Linked DNA regions of Arabidopsis thaliana: region 1 is linked to region 2. A link is a contact called in public capture Hi-C data. All regions are on one chromosome and are shown on one strand. The core of a region is the stretch at or near the end of the contact, and the rest is flanking DNA. Distances in the headings are between cores, read along the strand shown. Region 1 holds the start of CYP702A6 (cytochrome P450, family 702, subfamily A, polypeptide 6). Region 2 holds the start of CYP702A3 (cytochrome P450, family 702, subfamily A, polypeptide 3).

Region 1 (3,618 bases), core at 1,095-3,594, 71 kb after region 2:
CACACACATGAAGGAAGGAGCTAGGAAAGGCTGCCTTGACGTCAAGGAAACTGCAAGCAAGGTAAAAAAAAAGTCAATCCATTTTTTACAGTTTTTGTAACTCATAACAAGATTACATTCTCTCGTTTAATTAACAAATCATCCTATCAAATACATCAAACATTACAGATCGTTATTGAATGTCTTTCGAAGAAAGTAATGGGAGAGATGGAACCAGAGGCAGCAAAGGAACTCACACTCTGTTGGACATTTTTCCCAAGGGATTGGTTTCGATTCGCTTGGAATTTCCCGGGGACTGGTGTCTATCGCATAGTGAAGGTGCATATTTTTCGATCATCTAGCTTTAATATATGTATAGTACTGATCAATATGCATGCATAGGATTTGGGTGGAAAAATAGATGCGTGCGTTGTGTTTTGATGTTTGTCTCAAATAGCAATGACCGAAGTGCCCAAAGCTAGTTTAAAACATTACTACACAAAATCGCCATGCTTTTATTTCTTTTTCAATCTTTTTCAATAACATTCCCTGAGGGCTTTCATATATTCTTGAACTGAGCATGTATTTTTTATAGGCAAGAAATCGTATGATGAAGGTTATAAAGGAGACAGTAGTTAAAAAAAGAGCATCAGGAAAGAAATTGGGGGAGTTTTTCGAGACCATCTTTGGAGATACGGAAAGTGTAACTATGAGCATAGAGATTGCGACTGAGTACATATTTACTCTGTTTGTGCTTGCTAACGAAACAACACCAGGGGTCCTTGCGGCAACAATAAAGCTCATAAGTGATAACCCTAAAGTCATGCAGGAGTTACGGAGAGAACATGAAGGAATCGTCCAAGATAAGATTAAGAAGGATGAGACAGCTGACCTAACTTGGGAAGACTACAAATCAATGACTTTTACCCAGATGGTGAGTATCCCAACGAAACCATATATTATAACTTAACAAGGATGCAAATATATTAATTAACATGCAAATATATTATTAGATACGTAACTTCCTAAATATAATAATGACGACTTACCTACCGTTTACTTCCTCGCAAATGAATAAGAAAGAAAAATGCACGTTTAATACTTACTTATAGGCATGCCATTATCAACCAAATTAATTTAAATAATAAACTTAGCAATAATGCATAAATATATATTTAGTAAGAAAAAGTTATAAAATATACAAGTAATATACTTGTTTTTATTTTTATAACGAAAATATGAGCTATTTATTTATAAATGAGAGTTTAAAGTCAGAAGTACATGCACTTCCAATGTATTCCGTTTTGGTTTAGGTGATAAATGAGTCGCTTAGGATCACAAGCACGGTACCAACGGTGCTTAGAATAATTGATCATGAGATCCAATTTGGTGATTATACAATTCCGGCTGGTTGGATCTTTATGGGTTATCCTTATGTGCATTTCAATCCAGAGAAGTATGATGACCCTTTAGCTTTTAATCCATGGCGCTGGAAGGTGATTTTAATTTGATGTTCATCTTTTATTTTATTTTTACTTACACTAATCAAATTTTTAGGAATTTAAGCATGCATATATTAAACTAAAATTTCAGGGAAAAGACTTGAGCACGATCGTCTCCAAGACTTACCTTCCCTTTGGCTCTGGTACTAGACTATGTGTGGGAGCTGAATTCGTTAAGTTGCAAATGGCCATTTTTATCCATCATTTGTTTAGATACAGGTTCGTTTTTTCTCATTTAATGACTCTACGATTCAAGCCAAGTTTAACTGCACTCAAAGTTTTTTTTTACTTACGTTTATTACCTATGGTGTGAAGGTGGTCAATGAAGGCAGAGACTACTTTACTTCGAAGATTTATACTTGTGCTTCCACGTGGATCTGATGTTCAAATCTCATAAGACACCAAACAGGATAACTCTGTATAGTGTTATGAGAGAATAATAAAATTCAGTTTCTATACCTTTCACTCTTTCTCCTTATAACTTTTCATGTAGTTTTGGTATCATAGCCAATTTCGATTTTTCTAGTATTTGCTTTATAAAAAATATATGTTATTGAAAGAAAGAAATAAAAATTGTTAACTGCACAAAGTATTGTAGAATAAAATACCTGAGCACACGTACCAAATTTAATAATATATAGCCAACTACGCATATCTTATATTATATAAATCAGATGCATGTCCACATAAAAATAGATATTACAAGAGAAGTATAAAAAATTCCTCCGTCTGACCCCATCCACATAAAAACACAACGTGCTAATTACACGTTATAGAACAATACAAAATAATAGAGGTCTCAGCGAGCCAACAAACCTAAATCATGCAAATAATCTTAAAATATATACTAATCGACAAGAGAGCTCACTAGTATACAAAGAGAGAGAGTGCCTCCCTCAGTTATCCTAAATCAATATCTCCAAAAAGAGTTAGAAAGAAAAAAAATAACTTAAGATGGTAGATCTTTATGAGTTCTGGGCTGTGATAGTTTCACTCATAGTGGTGAAGCTGTGTCACTCGATCTATCAGTGGAGGAATCCAAAAAGTAATGGAGAACTTCCTCCAGGATCTATGGGTTATCCAATCATTGGAGAGACTTTCGAGTTCATGAAGCCTCATGACGCTATTCAGTTACCAACATTCGTGAAGGAGAAAGTACTCAGGTTATTGATCTTATCTATTGGTTTGGTTTTTGATCTTACCTACATATTTGACAACTACAATGAAATATTAGTCATCCTATAATATATAAAATTAATTAACATTGAACGCTTTTAAGAAATGATTATGATAAATTTTATATCGATGAATTTATATAGTATTATAAAAAAAATTAAAAATCTAAACACATATCTATTAAATAAAGAGAAATAACAAAACTGTGGATGTTCTTACTTCCTTATAATAAATGAGCGGATGTTTTTGTATATAGTTGTATCCTACATGTAAAACAAATTGGATAATTTTTAAAGAAATGATTAACTGTATCTCGTAAATATTTTACTAGATGGAATTTATATACATAATCAAATTTCAAAGAACAAAGAAAAATCGTAATAAATTAAACTTCTCTTTGGATAACATTTCAGCGAAAAAAGAAGAAGCAAGTTAAGGTTTGCTTCTTGAGAATATATTGTTGAAGTGTTTTTTATTTGAAAATTCCCACAATTTATTAAGAAAAAAATTAACGATTTGCACCCGAACATATCTAGTCCTCATAATCAATTCCTCCGAGTTTTATTAGTAGATTACCGTGTCTCAATTTTTGCATTTTTTTCCCCCAAAAAAAATAGACATGGACCAGTTTTTAGGACAAGCTTATTTGGAGGAAAAGTTATAATTTCGACTGATATTGGGTTGAACATGGAGATAGCAAAGACAAATCATATTCCTGGTATGCCGAAGAGCTTAGCGCGGCTATTTGGGGCAAACAACTTGTTCGTGAATAAGGATACTCATAAACATGCCCGCAGCTTGACAAACCAGTTTTTAGGTTCGCAAGCTTTGAAATTAAGAATGCTTCAAGACATCGATTTCTTGGTTCGCACACACCTGAAGGAAGGAGCTAGGAAAGGCAGCCTTGACATCAAGGAAACGACAAGCAAGGTAAAAACAAAAAGTCATCCATTTTGATAGT
Region 2 (3,692 bases), core at 577-3,076:
TGGAGACCCATCCAATAGAATATGAAAAAGTTAGAAAATCACAATCATTGATTTTAAACAGACGCAATTGAGAATGAAGAGAAAATGGTATGCAGAACTACTATGTTACTAGCGTGGCTAACGGATCAACTATTTTTTATCATTGGAGCATCTCCATCAAAAGTATCTAAGCTAGATACATTTGATAAAATAATATTAAAAAAAATAGGAAAAGTCGGAGAAAGAAGGACGACGTGCAATGCGAACATGCACGTTATTAGATACATATTTCTAATGATAGTTGCATAGTTTTTTTTTTTTTGGTAGGAATGATAGTTGCATAGTTTGGTTCTATTATTACGCGACTCTAAGCTATTGGCAATTTAAAAATTGTTAAATATTGCGACCATATTATTTTAAATAGACCTCCCTACCCAAATTTGTTTTTATTATTTAAAAAAGACCTTCACAAAAAAGTATAAATTTGTTTTTTATATATATTACATGAGTTAACGGTGGAGAAAAAATAGACAGCCACATCTATACAAATCATACAAGTAGATATATATATATATATTATTATTATTATTATTATTATTATTTTTTAAATCATACAAGTATACAACACAAACTTTTAAATGTCCATATCATTTGTACCATTAAACTTTTAAATCATACAAGTTTATGACAAAATCAAGTTTTGTACCATTCAAACTTTTAAACTTTTAAATCATACAAGTATACAACACAAACTTTTAATGACAAAATTTTAATCGGAGAACCCGAGTTGTACCATTAGACAGACTAACTTTCAGTTTAATGTCCATATCATTTGCTCAATTATGTGTTTGATTCCACCAAGTCATCTATGATTGATTTACCTCTAAACTCTAGATAGCAAAGTGTGGTATTCACTTTTTACCGTGAGTCTGTGATATCATCTTTTGTCAACAAAATGCAGCGGCCCGGATATTTTATTCGAGATGGACTTGCGCAAAACTCTTGCCAATAGACGTCACGTGCTCACCCCCAAATTATTCGGTTTCACGTGGACACTGGAGCCATTATAAAGTTGGAAAATCTCATTCAATAATTTTAAGTGACGCCACCAGGACCGGTCATGAATGATGAAATAATCGGAAATCCATACGGAAAAGTAGAAACTTATTTTTTATAGTTATGAAAAGGTCTATGAGATAGTTAACAAAAAAAAAAAGGTGTTGAGATAACTTCTTCAAACGTGACTTTGACGCAACCCACGTTGATAAACGAAGTCAATGGAGAATGAAGAAAAAGGAAGTATTCCAGAAAGATTGCGGTGAAAATTTATAAGATTATTTTCAAAAACATTATTTTGCATGACAATTTTTTCCGAAAAAATAATTTTTAAATTTGTCATTTATAAAAACTAAAGATTTCAGAATTATTTTTTTCGTAAAAGACATACTTCAAAACGAAACTATATCCTAAAAGCCTAGAACCTAATAAATTCAAAATCATGTATTTTTTTTTGTGTTTTTATATTAAAAACTGACATTTTTAAAACTTTTTGACCAAATTGTGAAACTTATAAACACCCCTCAAATAATTCCCTTATTATGAAATAGTAATTGATTCATTTGAAAATGATCGTTACAAAACAACAACAAACAAAAAATATATATAACTGTATATTATATATTACACGATCTATTGATCAACCATATATATTTTATGACTTGAACGTCGACTCGACTATAGAGTTAACTCATAAAAGAAAAGAAAAATGAAGAATCGACTATATATAGAGAGCCATAACTATGTGAATCATACAAGTAGAACTTTTAATCTTTAAAGAAGAAAAACAAATGTCAGAAATTTATGTCTTAGCATTGTCTGTTGTATTCTCACTCATAGTAGTGAAACTCTGCCATTGGGTTTACCAGTGGAGTAACCCAAAATGTAAAGGAAAACTTCCTCCAGGATCGATGGGGTTTCCGATCATCGGAGAAACTTTCGAATTTATGACGCCATTTGACATCAGTCTAGTAGTTTCACCGTATCTGAAGAAGAGAATATCCAGGTTTCTTAACTTCTTAGTTTTTATTTTTGAGTTCCCTTATGCTGTTATTATACATGCACTGATCATGGTTAGAAGTACAAATAAACTGTTTCATATCTAATTTCTAATTTTAAAAGCATGATTTATTGTAATATCGTAACTTAAAATTTCTAATTTCATATGCCATCTAAATACTAAAAAAGCTTGATATGTTAGAGTCACTTGTTTTTTGATTAGCATTACGTTTGACTATGAAAATATTAATCAAATGTTTATTGAAAATTTGAAATGTCTAATTATTATTTCAGAATTAAAAATAATTGTCAGGATATTTGATTAATTTTCATTTCGATATATGACTTCAATCTAGCTAGAGGACAAAAAGTTTCAGAAAAAAATTATCTACGAACTTCTGTTTTTATTATAAATGATATGAGTATGTGTTTCAATAACATTGTATGGAACTTTAAATAATTATTTGTTATTTACAAGTAAACAAATCTGAATCAGATATGGTTCGAAAGTGTTTCGGACAAGTCTATTCGGGGCAAAAGTTATTGTCTCTATTGATCCCGACGTGAATATGGAGATAGCAAAGGCGAGTTCGCAGTTGCGTGCTACGGAGAGCGTAACGCGGATATTTGGAGAAAACAACCCGTTCCTCCAGAGCAAGGAGATTCATAAATATGTCCGGAACTTGACTTCCCGATTTGTTGGTCCCGAGGGTTTAAAAACAAGATTAATTCATGACATTGACAATTTGTTACGAAATGATGTTGAGAACGGAGCACGAAACGGTTCTTTCGACGTTAGAGAGGCAACAATCAAGGTTATAAATTAACTAAAATCTAAAACATATTTTCAATATTTTTATTTTTTGTTTTTGTCTCAACTGCATGATTAGATTATAATAAGATTTCATAGTTGGTGATCCACACCAGTTAAAAAAGAGTTTACAAAAAAAAACATCGATAAATATTAGACCAACGAAATGGGCTAAAGTGCTAAACTGTTAGCCTTGTACAGGATTTTAGTTCGTAATACAGTATATATATATGTACAAATTAAAAATCCGAATCAAAGTTCATTAGTTCATCACACAAGATGTGGTATATAAAGTTATATCACATTTTGTTTTGGTTTTCAAAAAATACCCCAAAACGAAACCTGAACCCTAAATATTAAACTTTACCTCCTAAAAACAATACTTTAAAATCTAATATAGTCAACACAAACCTAAAATTTTAAATTTTTGACTTGAAAAAAAATTCTTATGTTTATAGTATTTTTGAAACACCAAAAATGTTTGTGCTATTTTTGGAACATTATACTAATAGTGAAAGTTTTGCCAAAACAAAAAAAACTTGAAAATGTGGTTTTGAGGAATTTCTCTAAAAGCAAGAAGAATGAGCTGTAAACTTATGTTTTCTGCGAAATTATAAAATTTTATATGCTAATATAATTTTCTTACAGTAGTAATAGTTACATGCAACCATTCATCAAAAACCATCTAATATTAATGGTTTTAACAATATATGTTTTCCTAACGTTTTAATTTGAAGATGGTGGGTGAACTTATTGCAAAGAAAATAATGGGTGAAACGGAATCCGAGGCCGTAAAAGAACTCGGGTTATGCTGGAGTGCTTTCCGAACCAGTTGGTTTCAGTTTTC

The links. Capture Hi-C pulls out chosen DNA fragments and counts their contacts.
Region 1: a contact with region 2 is called in a capture Hi-C map of shoot, with 4 times the contacts expected there. A contact is called at or near these places in 18 of 26 Hi-C or Micro-C datasets (callus, cotyledon, leaf and 4 more), 1 of 2 datasets of targeted methods (seedling) and 3 of 3 other capture datasets (root, seedling and shoot).

Annotation. Positions count from the first base shown.
Region 1 is chr4:8,805,139-8,808,756 of TAIR10.1, forward strand. It overlaps CYP702A6 (cytochrome P450, family 702, subfamily A, polypeptide 6), which reads left to right and starts at 2,345. Exons shown (of 7, transcript NM_148330.3): 1 at 2,345-2,644; 2 at 3,275-3,587. The coding sequence starts at 2,436. CYP702A5 (cytochrome P450, family 702, subfamily A, polypeptide 5) reads left to right here. Exons shown (of 7, transcript NM_001084924.2): 2 at 1-61; 3 at 169-318; 4 at 575-913; 5 at 1,293-1,475; 6 at 1,573-1,700; 7 at 1,797-2,094. The coding sequence ends at 1,878.
Region 2 is chr4:8,734,895-8,738,586 of TAIR10.1, forward strand. It overlaps CYP702A3 (cytochrome P450, family 702, subfamily A, polypeptide 3), which reads left to right and starts at 1,827. Exons shown (of 8, transcript NM_117619.3): 1 at 1,827-2,041; 2 at 2,531-2,849; 3 at 3,583-3,692. The coding sequence starts at 1,827.